Linked DNA regions of Gossypium hirsutum: regions 1 and 3 are each linked to region 2. A link is a contact called in public Hi-C data. All regions are on one chromosome and are shown on one strand. The core of a region is the stretch at or near the end of the contact, and the rest is flanking DNA. Distances in the headings are between cores, read along the strand shown. Region 1 has its middle 94 kb from the start of LOC121229884. Region 2 has its middle 24 kb from the start of LOC121229763. Region 3 holds the start of LOC107959973 (protein PLASTID REDOX INSENSITIVE 2, chloroplastic).

The links. A called contact is a pair of places that touch in the nucleus more often than the background predicts.
Region 1: a contact with region 2 is called in a Hi-C map of leaf, with 2.3 times the contacts expected there. The contact joins two enhancer-like sites. A contact is called at or near these places in 3 of 34 Hi-C or Micro-C datasets (leaf and petal).
Region 3: a contact with region 2 is called in a Hi-C map of leaf, with 5 times the contacts expected there. The contact joins the promoter of LOC107959973 here to the enhancer-like site in region 2. A contact is called at or near these places in 3 of 34 Hi-C or Micro-C datasets (callus and leaf).

The regions. Positions count from the first base shown.
Region 1 is chrA05:75,662,641-75,665,978 of Gossypium_hirsutum_v2.1, forward strand. No RefSeq gene overlaps it. Among protein-coding and RNA genes, the nearest start is that of LOC121229884, 94 kb to the left of the region's middle. Within about 2 kb of position 1,846, at least 8 of the 9 cell types and tissues checked have an H3K27ac peak or open chromatin away from gene starts, as enhancers often do. A contact at or near this core is called in leaf, where this site is marked.
Region 2 is chrA05:75,181,162-75,184,509 of Gossypium_hirsutum_v2.1, forward strand. No RefSeq gene overlaps it. Among protein-coding and RNA genes, the nearest start is that of LOC121229763, 24 kb to the left of the region's middle. Within about 2 kb of position 1,765, at least 4 of the 9 cell types and tissues checked have an H3K27ac peak or open chromatin away from gene starts, as enhancers often do. A contact at or near this core is called in leaf, where this site is marked.
Region 3 is chrA05:74,813,580-74,816,878 of Gossypium_hirsutum_v2.1, forward strand. It overlaps LOC107959973 (protein PLASTID REDOX INSENSITIVE 2, chloroplastic), which reads left to right and starts at 1,662. Exons shown (of 4, transcript XM_016896163.2): 1 at 1,662-2,156; 2 at 2,257-2,355. The coding sequence starts at 1,914.

The sequences.
Region 1 (3,338 bases), core at 596-3,095, 480 kb after region 2:
AAGTTTAAAAAATGAACTTAAATGTCTTAAACTTAAAAATTCTAAAATTAAAATTAAAGTTAAATTGAACTTAAAATACTATGATAACTTAAAATTCTAAAACTAGAAAAAAATTTAATACCTATAATTAACCAACGAAATTAAAACTATGAATTTTGGAAATCTAACAAAATCCAACATCTAAATTCTAAAAATTAAATCCAATAAATCTTCATAATCTAATTTCTAAATTAACATCTAATGAAATCTATGAAAACTTAAAATCTAAATTCTACAACTTAAAAATGAAACAAATCCAGCTCTAAACTAAAATCTAATTAAATTTATTAAAACTTAAAATCTAAATTCTAGAGCTAAAAATGAAACAAATCCAACTCTAAATTTAAAATATGAGAATTTCAAAATTCAAAAACTCTAAAATAGGATGTAATTGAACCTAAACATCTAAAATCTAAAGTTAAATAAATCTAGAGAAGATCTAAATTTTTTACCAAACTTAAATTAAATCTAAGGATATTGAAAAATAATTAGACTATAGATATGATAAGACAATTTTGCAATTTTTTTGTTGTAATGATAGTTAGAATGAAAATAATAGAGCTAAAGAAAAATAAGAGTGTAAAAGAACACAATTAACCTTATGTTTGTGAAGCCTCCCTTAGATCTTTTGTTCAATTACCAAATGAAACAAGAATACACTTCTTCCCTATCAGTTAAAGCTCACAACTTCTTCACCAAGAATGTCTATGCAACCCCGATAAAGAATTAACAATCCTACAACCCAAAATGGTCACTCAGCAGTGCTTGAGCTAAGTGTTACATCCACCTTAGTCAGCTAAGCAAACAATCGAACAAGAAAATAAACAAACAAGTTGAATGAAACACAAGTTCAACACAGCTTCAATAGAAATAAACTCTTAAAACTTGATCATTCTCAAAAGACTACGTCGTTTTATAAGCTTGGGAAATAGAAAAATATTTTCCTTTAAAACAATTGATAAGTGATTGGGAAGCTCCTTGAGTAAAGCTAATAGTTATCCCTAAAAATTAGCACCTTAAGCATAAAAAAAAAAGACTACCATGCTGATCAAATCACTTCAAGAAAATTAATTGAGAGACTAAAGCCTCTTAGTCGACCCATGCTACTATTTTGTCAAACATACCATAATCAAATGGATCACACTCAGTCTAATCAAAACATGTATGGGGCCCAAAACAATGGCCCAAGCATAGAAACAAAATTGTTATAACAATACATGGAACGAATGAACAACAACTTATAAATATTAATCTAAAATTCTAAATGAATTAAATCTAAAATAAATAAATCTAAATTTTAAAATAAGAATTTCATTAAAAAAATTACTAAAATTCTTAGAATATTTTCAAAAAGTAATAAGAACAGTAAACAGAAGCACAAAATGATAACAAGAAAATAGCAAAAAAAAAGAAAAGAAAAGATTATGCCAAAATAAAATTAATGCACTAATGATCACAATTATTCAACTAAAATACATAATAAAAATATTCAATTAAAATAAATTTAAATATTCCAAATAAAGAGAATCAAATTTTATTATTTACCAAACAATCATTCCTTTTAAAAAGAAAATTCTAGAAATTTAAAAATCAGATTAAATAAAAAGCAAAAATAAATTCAAAAAATATTAGAAATAAAAAGGTTTAATTTTAAAAATTAAAAAATGTAAAAGAGGGACTTGACTGGAAATTTTCTTGGTTTGAATAAAATTAAAAATCCAAAGACTAATCCTACAATTGTGCAAGGCGCAGGTCCCAAGAAATAAAAACATAAGCACGGGGGACCTCCTGTGCAATTTATAAAGGCGAAAGGCCTAAAATATAATTTAAAAACACGGAGGACTGGGTTGCAAATTTCTCTTTCCCACTACTATTTATTCCTGAAACTCAAATGTACTTTGTTATTTTTTTCTTTCAATTTTCAAATAACACTCTTTGTTTTTTCTCTCAGCTTTGTTTAAATTTGTTTTATGGCTCTACTATTGAAGAACCCAAGGATCTTTGATTTCCAACGTCAGAGCACCACACGCGGTGGCTGAAAACTGCAGAGAAAAAGATTTCTTTTTCTTTCTAACAAACTTTAAAGAAAAAAAAATCAAAAGGAACAAATAACCAAAAATTTCTTCTTTTTTCAAAACTGTTTCAAAAATAAATTTTTTCTTCACTTTTCGTTATTTTAGGTCTGAAAATTCACACCTTTTATTTTGTGGATCTGGTAAGGGTGGTTGTTCCTCATGGCTAGAGTTTTGAAACTCAGGATGTCGCCTCCTTGGAACCACCCTTCACCTTTTTTCTTCTTCAAAAATTGAGAAGGAAAGAAAAATCTTTTATTCATGTATCAAAAGAGCAAAAAAAAAAACGTGAAGACTGTCTTTGGAAAACCCTTTCCCTTTTTTCTTGTATCTTGATTTTCTTATTTATTTAGGATTCTGTTTTTTATTGTTTGCAGATTCATCGTTATACTTTTTTCCAAATTATCATTAATCACAAAATCGTTTCATATGCTGTTTATTGTCAACTGTAATTGGTTACCAACTTTTTCTTTGTATTCAGACTCGTGTTAGAAAAAAAAAAAGAAAAAGGGTTTTAAAAACCCTAACCCGAAAATTGGATACAGAAATGGGCTTTCGGGCTTGGACTTAACTTGGGTCAAGACTCAATTCCGGACTTCAAAAAGGACCTAAACAACTTGTGCTTGAAAATATTTAAATTGGGCTTGAGTTGGACTTGGACTTTAAAATGAATTTGGGCTTCAGACTAGACTTGGACTTTAAACTTAACTTGAATTGGACCTAACTTAAGTTTTAGTAAATACCAAAAGGTGGGCCTTAGTATTGGACTTTCAAAGAAAAACCAAATTTCAATATTATTTTATTTTATAAAAATAATTACCTGAAATAGAAATTTTTTATTTAACTTTTTTTTGTCTAATTTTCCCTTTTCCAAAAACAAGAATCGAAATGTGGATATCCAAATATCTACCCTTTTATGCCAAAAATTCAAAAATTAAATTAAGTTAAAAATGATTTAAAATTTTAAAATTAAATAAAAAAATAACTTATTTTAATTAAAAACCTTTAGAATTTGTGAGAGGAATTCAATACGGTCCTTAGTAAATTTTAAAAAATTCAATTCCAATTTCAAAATTAAATTAATATTAACATAAATTTAAAAGAAAAATAACTATGCTTAGGAAAAAGAAACTTGCAGCCCTCTAATTATTTCGAATCTCAAATCAAGATCGTAGATCCTAGGCAAATTAGGTGTCTACAACTGCCCTTCTTTCAGTGTTGCTTGTG
Region 2 (3,348 bases), core at 515-3,014:
CATGTCAACGATGGTATGACATCCACTTAGATTAAAATATTAAATAATATGTATAAATTCTAAAATAAAATTTTTAAAAATTTTAAAAAATAAAAAATTAATTTAAAATAGTATATGACTTCTAAAAATTCTAAATTATAAAAAATATATTAAAAAGAAAGTAAAAAAATAAAAATATGTATAAATTCTAGAAAAATATAATAAATAAAAAAACATTTTTTTAAGAACTCAAAAAAAAAAGACCATCAATGATTGATCAACATTTAATTTGATTTTGTTTAATTTTAAATGATTTAAAATTTGTTGCCTTCTTCAAAAAAAAAAATCGAAATGTCATGTCTTGGTTTGCATGAATAAAATGTTATGTAGCTCATTTTGATATGTTAAATGTATTCAACCATTTTTTTAGCAACGTTGTTCCAAAGACTTTTAAGATAAAAAAAACTGATAAAAAAATAGATAGTAAAATAAGAAAAATGCTTTAAAGTAACACGTACCCTGGCTTCTAAAAATGGTCTAATTCATTTGAGAAAAATGCTCTAATTTTTTTGTTCAAATTCAAGAACAAATCACGAGTAAATCCTTTTTTTAATGCAAAAACGTGACATTCAGAATTCAAAAACTTTGCCAACTTGTTATGTGGGGCCATTTCTATTTTCCCCAAGGCTTCATCTCTATTATTTCTAATAAAAATAACATAAATGTTGTATCTTATCACCAAGGCTCATGAAATTAACTACTTTTGTTATGGAGAACTAGCCTATGGAAGGACTTGTCCGATTAAAGATCCTCCCATACTTTCTCGTTAGCTATTGATAAATCAGCATTGATTCCTAATAGATTTCAGTAACGAATTTTATCAAAAGTCCAATTAAATATTTTTTTTATCATATCTTTGAAAAGTCTTTTATTACCCACTTCAAGTGCAATCGAGTCAGTGCGTAAAAGTTTTTTTTCCATAATTTTAAGTTACGACAACTCCTATAAAACCCTAAAACAGCTCATGCTAAGCTCCTCTTCCAAAAAGACTTCTTCCTCCTCTTACTATAAAAAGATATCCCTCTAATCTCCATTAAAACTCTTCCCCACTTAAGTTATTGTCAACATTGATTTTTCAATGATTTTAGACATTAATTTTTCAATGTAAACTAGGACTCAATTTTGTATCGACATTAAAAAAATAATGAAAATAAAATATAAAAATAACATAAAAATCTAATAAACTTTTGTTCAATTGACAAAAACAGATATTTTAAGTTTTTGAGTATTTAAATTTAATATTCACCATCCACAATTAAAATATGTGGCTATTTAAGTTCCATTATGAATTATTGAATTTTAATTCGGTTAATTAATTTGTAATTTAGATATTTGTGATTTATAATTTATACTACAATAGTATGAGTTTTTTTAATTAAAAACTAAGGTTTTATTCTATAAGCTATTTATATTTTAATAGTTCTACTTGCACTTTAATTATAATGTAGTTATAAACTTGAAAGAAAAAAGGAAATTAGCATATACGTAAATGATTTAAAAACTGGGTTTGTAATATATAAATTGAAATAATTAGAAAAATATGATATAGGAATACAAGAATTATATAAGTCTCGTCTCATCATGAATCTACCCCTCGAGCCTAGCTGGACAGCACCCATGTGATCAAAACCATCCCAAAAGAAAGGCAGACGGAGGGTTATCTTTAGCCATTGGATTAGCGATGACGCGGCCTAGAAGAGACACACGTCAAACCCACGACTTTTTTGTGGTTCGAGGATTACTAGGACAGATGTATTTTTGGATGGTGGTGTTTGGGCTTAGGCGAGTGAAGGACCTGTCAGACACGTGAGTAGGCCACTTTAAAGGTAAGCATTTATTAGGCCCTACCACAAAGCCCACATACATAAAACGACAAAACATCCAAGGCGTGCAATCAAAACTAGAAATGAGAACAGAAAATGCAACATATCTTATCGTTGTTGACTGAGTTAATAATATATATCTAGTGATATTGTTTAAGTTGCTCAATCATCTAAAAGATCTAATTATTTTATAAAAGCAATGTTAAAATATAGAAAATCCTTTAAATTTTATCATTATACTTAGATTTTCTTTACAATTAAAAATCTTCTTGATTCTTTCAATTAGCTCCTTATTTGTGTTAAGAATTTATTTATGTTTATTAGAGTACAATTAAAATTTTAAAATTTATTCAAATTGGTAAAACTATCTTGTTAAATAGGCATAAGCTGGAACTTATATAATATATTTCATTTTCATGAGCATGGATTAAGTGAGCAATTATCATGCCACACATTGTAGTTTATAAAGTTGTTTTTATATAATATTAGGGGTAGGGGATGGGGGTAACATGATTTGAACCCTTGTCAAATGAGTGTTTGATAAGAGTTTTAATCATCACTCCATTCAAATCAAGACTTGTGGTTTATAAAGTTATTTTTTTAATATTTTTAAATTTTAATATATATTTATGATAGGTTAAAATTTACTATTAATCCTTATACTTTACAAAAGTTGTAGATTTAATCATTGTACTCTAATTTGTTCTTTTTTAGTCATTATACCTTTCAAATTTTAAAATTTCAATCACCATCAAATAATAATTGTTAATACATTAAGTTAAGTTATGCTATTGCTGAAATCTGATATAACAAATATATTATTATATGTGTAATCTTGTACCAGCTTGTTATTTCTACATATTACCCACTAAAAATCTAATTAATGGATCAACGACTATCATTTATGTCAATATTAAAATTTCAAAATTCTAAAAGTACATGGACTTAGAATGATACAATTGGAAAATATAAACTAAATCTAGAATTATGTGCAAAGTACAAGATTAACAATTGAAATTAATCAAATAGATTTAACTGCTATTGATTAGGTTAGGACTAAAATTTCAAAATTTGAAAAGTAGGAGGACTAAAATTGACCAATTTAAAAAGTAAAAAGACTAAAATTGATTAAATTAAAGTATAAAGACTAAATCTTTAACTTTTGTAAAGTATAGGGACTTAGTAGCAGAATTTAACCTTAATGATATAATATCATATGATAGGAACATCAAGGCTCGGGTCACATGGCCAGTTCTAAAACTCTTTGCATCATTTAATGCCCCCTCTCACTTCTCATATCCTCTTTATATATAAAACTTGTATTAGTTCCTCAACCCAAAAAACACAAGGCGGTTCCTTTTGTTATCTCTCTTTTTAATTTTTTTTTTCAATTTCATTTCTTCTTATTTTGTAGTTAGAAATTTAGTCACATTTGTTAATTTCTTTCATTTTGTTATGAAACGTATGGAGTTAAGGAGGTGCAAAG
Region 3 (3,299 bases), core at 412-2,911, 370 kb before region 2:
TAATATGACCTATTTACAATAGCGACACCTTTTGTCTTATTTCTTTGATGCTACCAAGACGGAAGCTTGCTTGTCTGTCTTGCTATCCAAACCAAACTAATTGTCGAGTTTGTCTCTATTCAACAAATGACCCTTCACATCTTCGAACGAGAGTTTGTCTCTACCATAAATCAAGGTCTCCTTGAAAGACTTATATGAAGGGGGTAAAGAGCACAATAATAGCATAGCCTAATCTTCATCGTCAATATAAACCTCAATATTCTTTAAATCATTTTAAAAAGTAATGAATTAACTAATGTGATCTCTAAGAAGTTCACATTCGTTCATGCGAAACGTAAATAAACGTTGTTTCAACACTAATTGGTTAGCTAGAGACTTAGTCACATAAAGAGTTTCTAACCTTTTCCACAAGGTGGATGAGGTCTTCTCCACCAATACCTCCTACAATACCGTATTCACAAGGCACAACTAGATTGCAGAAAGGCCTTTTCATCAAGCTCTTCCCATTCAGTTTGATTTAAATTCTCAGGCTTTTTTTTCCAGTAACAACCTTTTTCAAGTCGGTTTGAACTAGAATTGCCATCATCTGAACTTGCCATAAATTGAAATTTGTCTCACCATCAAACTTCTCAATTTCAAACCTTGTTGCTGCCATCTCTGAACAGGCTGATCTATGAAAATTGAACTAGCTCTGATACCACTTGTTAGGATCGACCCGATTAAGCAACAAGTAAAAAAAATAGCTGAATAAATTGATAAATTGAACATACAAATTTAACGTAGAAAAACCCCTCCAAAGAGGATAAAAAACCACGGGCAAAGATAATTTTATTATAATGGCAAAAGAACGAAGAGTATAAAAGATGGAAATAAAAACTAAACCCTGAAAACCTGAAAACAAAGAACCCTCCAAACGTAAGCACAAAATTCTCTAAATGTGTTATGAGTTCTAATATCTAATGGGTGTATTTTCTAATATTGTAAAAGAGCCTATTTATAGGCTAAATTCATAGGTCAAATAATAATAAAATAATCTAAACTAATCAGTGTTTGATTAAAACAAATAAACAAAGTTTAACTAAAAGAATATTTTTCAAATTTGACTGAAATAAGAGTTATACTTAACATTCAATAATTCATTAATAAGGAAGTTTACCTTTAAATTGGGAAGCTATTAATCGTGAATATTTGACGGTCAAATTTTGAAATTAGAATTTGTATTTTGTAACGTGGATTTAGTATTTGTATTTTAATTTGATTTTTTTTTGAATTGGTTAATCTTAGTCTTAACCAAACTATAGCAGTTAAGTTTGTTTAGTTAAATTTTACTATTAGTATTATATTATGCGTAAAGTTATAGATTTAGTTTGTATTCTTTTTAGTTGAATCAATCTTAGTTGATATGTTTTTCGAATTTCAAAATTTCAGTCTTAATACAAATGACAATTATAATTTATTAATTGGTTTTTTCTGAGTAATATGGAAATAGTAAGTTGATATGACATTACACATATGATAATATATTTGAGGCATCAAATTTTGAAAATAGTATAACTTAATGAATTTAATAGTCACCATTTGGTTAAGACTAAAATTTTAAAATTCTAAAAGTAGAGGGATCGAAAATGACTAAATTAAAATATAAAGACTAAATTAAAATATAAGGGCTAAATCCACAACTTATGCATAATACAGATACTAATACTAAAATTTAACCATGAAAAAAACCAATATTGATTTAAAATACATAATATGAAATAATCAAGGACTACACTTGTAATACATCTAGAAAAAGAAAATTGAACTAAGAGGCCCGATACCAACCCTAGCACCCAAATTAACAATCAGTCACAGGCCCAAAAAAATCCAAAATTAAAAGTTCAACTCCATCCATTACAATCTATCACCCGAAAATGGCGTCTTCTTCGTGTTCGTTGGTCTCTATTCCCCCATCCTTAACTCCCGCCAAAATTCCAACCTCCACCATTCTTATCCTGCGAAACGCCGGCCTTATACTAAACCCGCCTTCTCCTCCTCTCTCTTTTCCAACCCTCTCTTCAAAACCCATCTCCGTAAAACCGTTCCTTAGCGTTCTCAGATCCTCGCATTCCCAAAAATACGTTTACCATGACCCTATCCCTAAGTTTGCTGAAGCCGTAAGTTTATACACTTGTATGTTTAGAAAAACGTATTATGGTTTTAAGCTCCAATGATAGATTTTCTTTTGATTATTTTTGTGGGTATTTGGTATAATAGGAGACCCAGAAGTTTAAAGCTGAGCTTTTCAACAAGTTACCCAAAGACAAAGACAAATTTGGTGATGACCTTGATTCTGTCATTGTCGTTTGCGTTGAGGTACTTTCCCTTTTTCTTTTTTCTTTTCTAGCAACGGCTAATTTCGATTAATTGTTAATATATTATGAATGGTTTTTGTTGAATTCAATGAGAGTTAAAGCATCACCTTCCAGCTCTATCCTTTATAAGCCCGACTCTTTTGCGTACACGAAAGCCCTGTAGCCAGCCGTTGCTTCCACCTTCGCTGTTTTTGTTACATGTTGCATATTCTTCACCGAACCTGCCAAAACTTGACATTGATAGTCTCGAACAATTATACTCAACACCACCTGTTCGACTGTTTGTTTGAACGGCTCCATCAAATTTAGTTTTGACTCTTCCCTCACTTGGCGGCTTCCAGCCCATGTTATTGCTATTCTGCTCCCTGATGCATTCTGATTGGTATTATGGTATCCCTCTTTGTATTTTCTGATAAAACTGCTGGTAGTTAGATTGGATTGACGGCCCTCGTGTAGCTTTGCGTTCCTAGTTCCAAAATCGCCCATGCTGTTATCATCCTCCATACTTCGATGACTTACTTGAAAGAATGTACCACTGAACAGAATTTTTTATTTTATTGGAGCCTTGTTTCATTCTCAAGAGTCAATACCCACGATTCATGGACGGAGTATCAAGTATGGTGGCTTAGTATTAATACATAATAAGATGGTTTCAGGTGTCAAAATTCATTCTTAGAAGACTTCAACAAACCCTAAGATGATCTTAGGATCTTGGAATGAGATAGGCCTACATGGTCTTTTGTATCGATGATGATAATCTCATTCCTTAGTATATCTTACATTTTACATCAAACAAATATGACACATTAATGTTAAAGTAAATCTTCAGAGTAATATGTTAGAGGATATCAGTAGAGCACAAGTGGCTTTACCACGCTTGATAACCTGAGAGGCTTCATCATGCTTGAAAGATGTTATTATTCTGTTGATGATAAAGCCGATGCA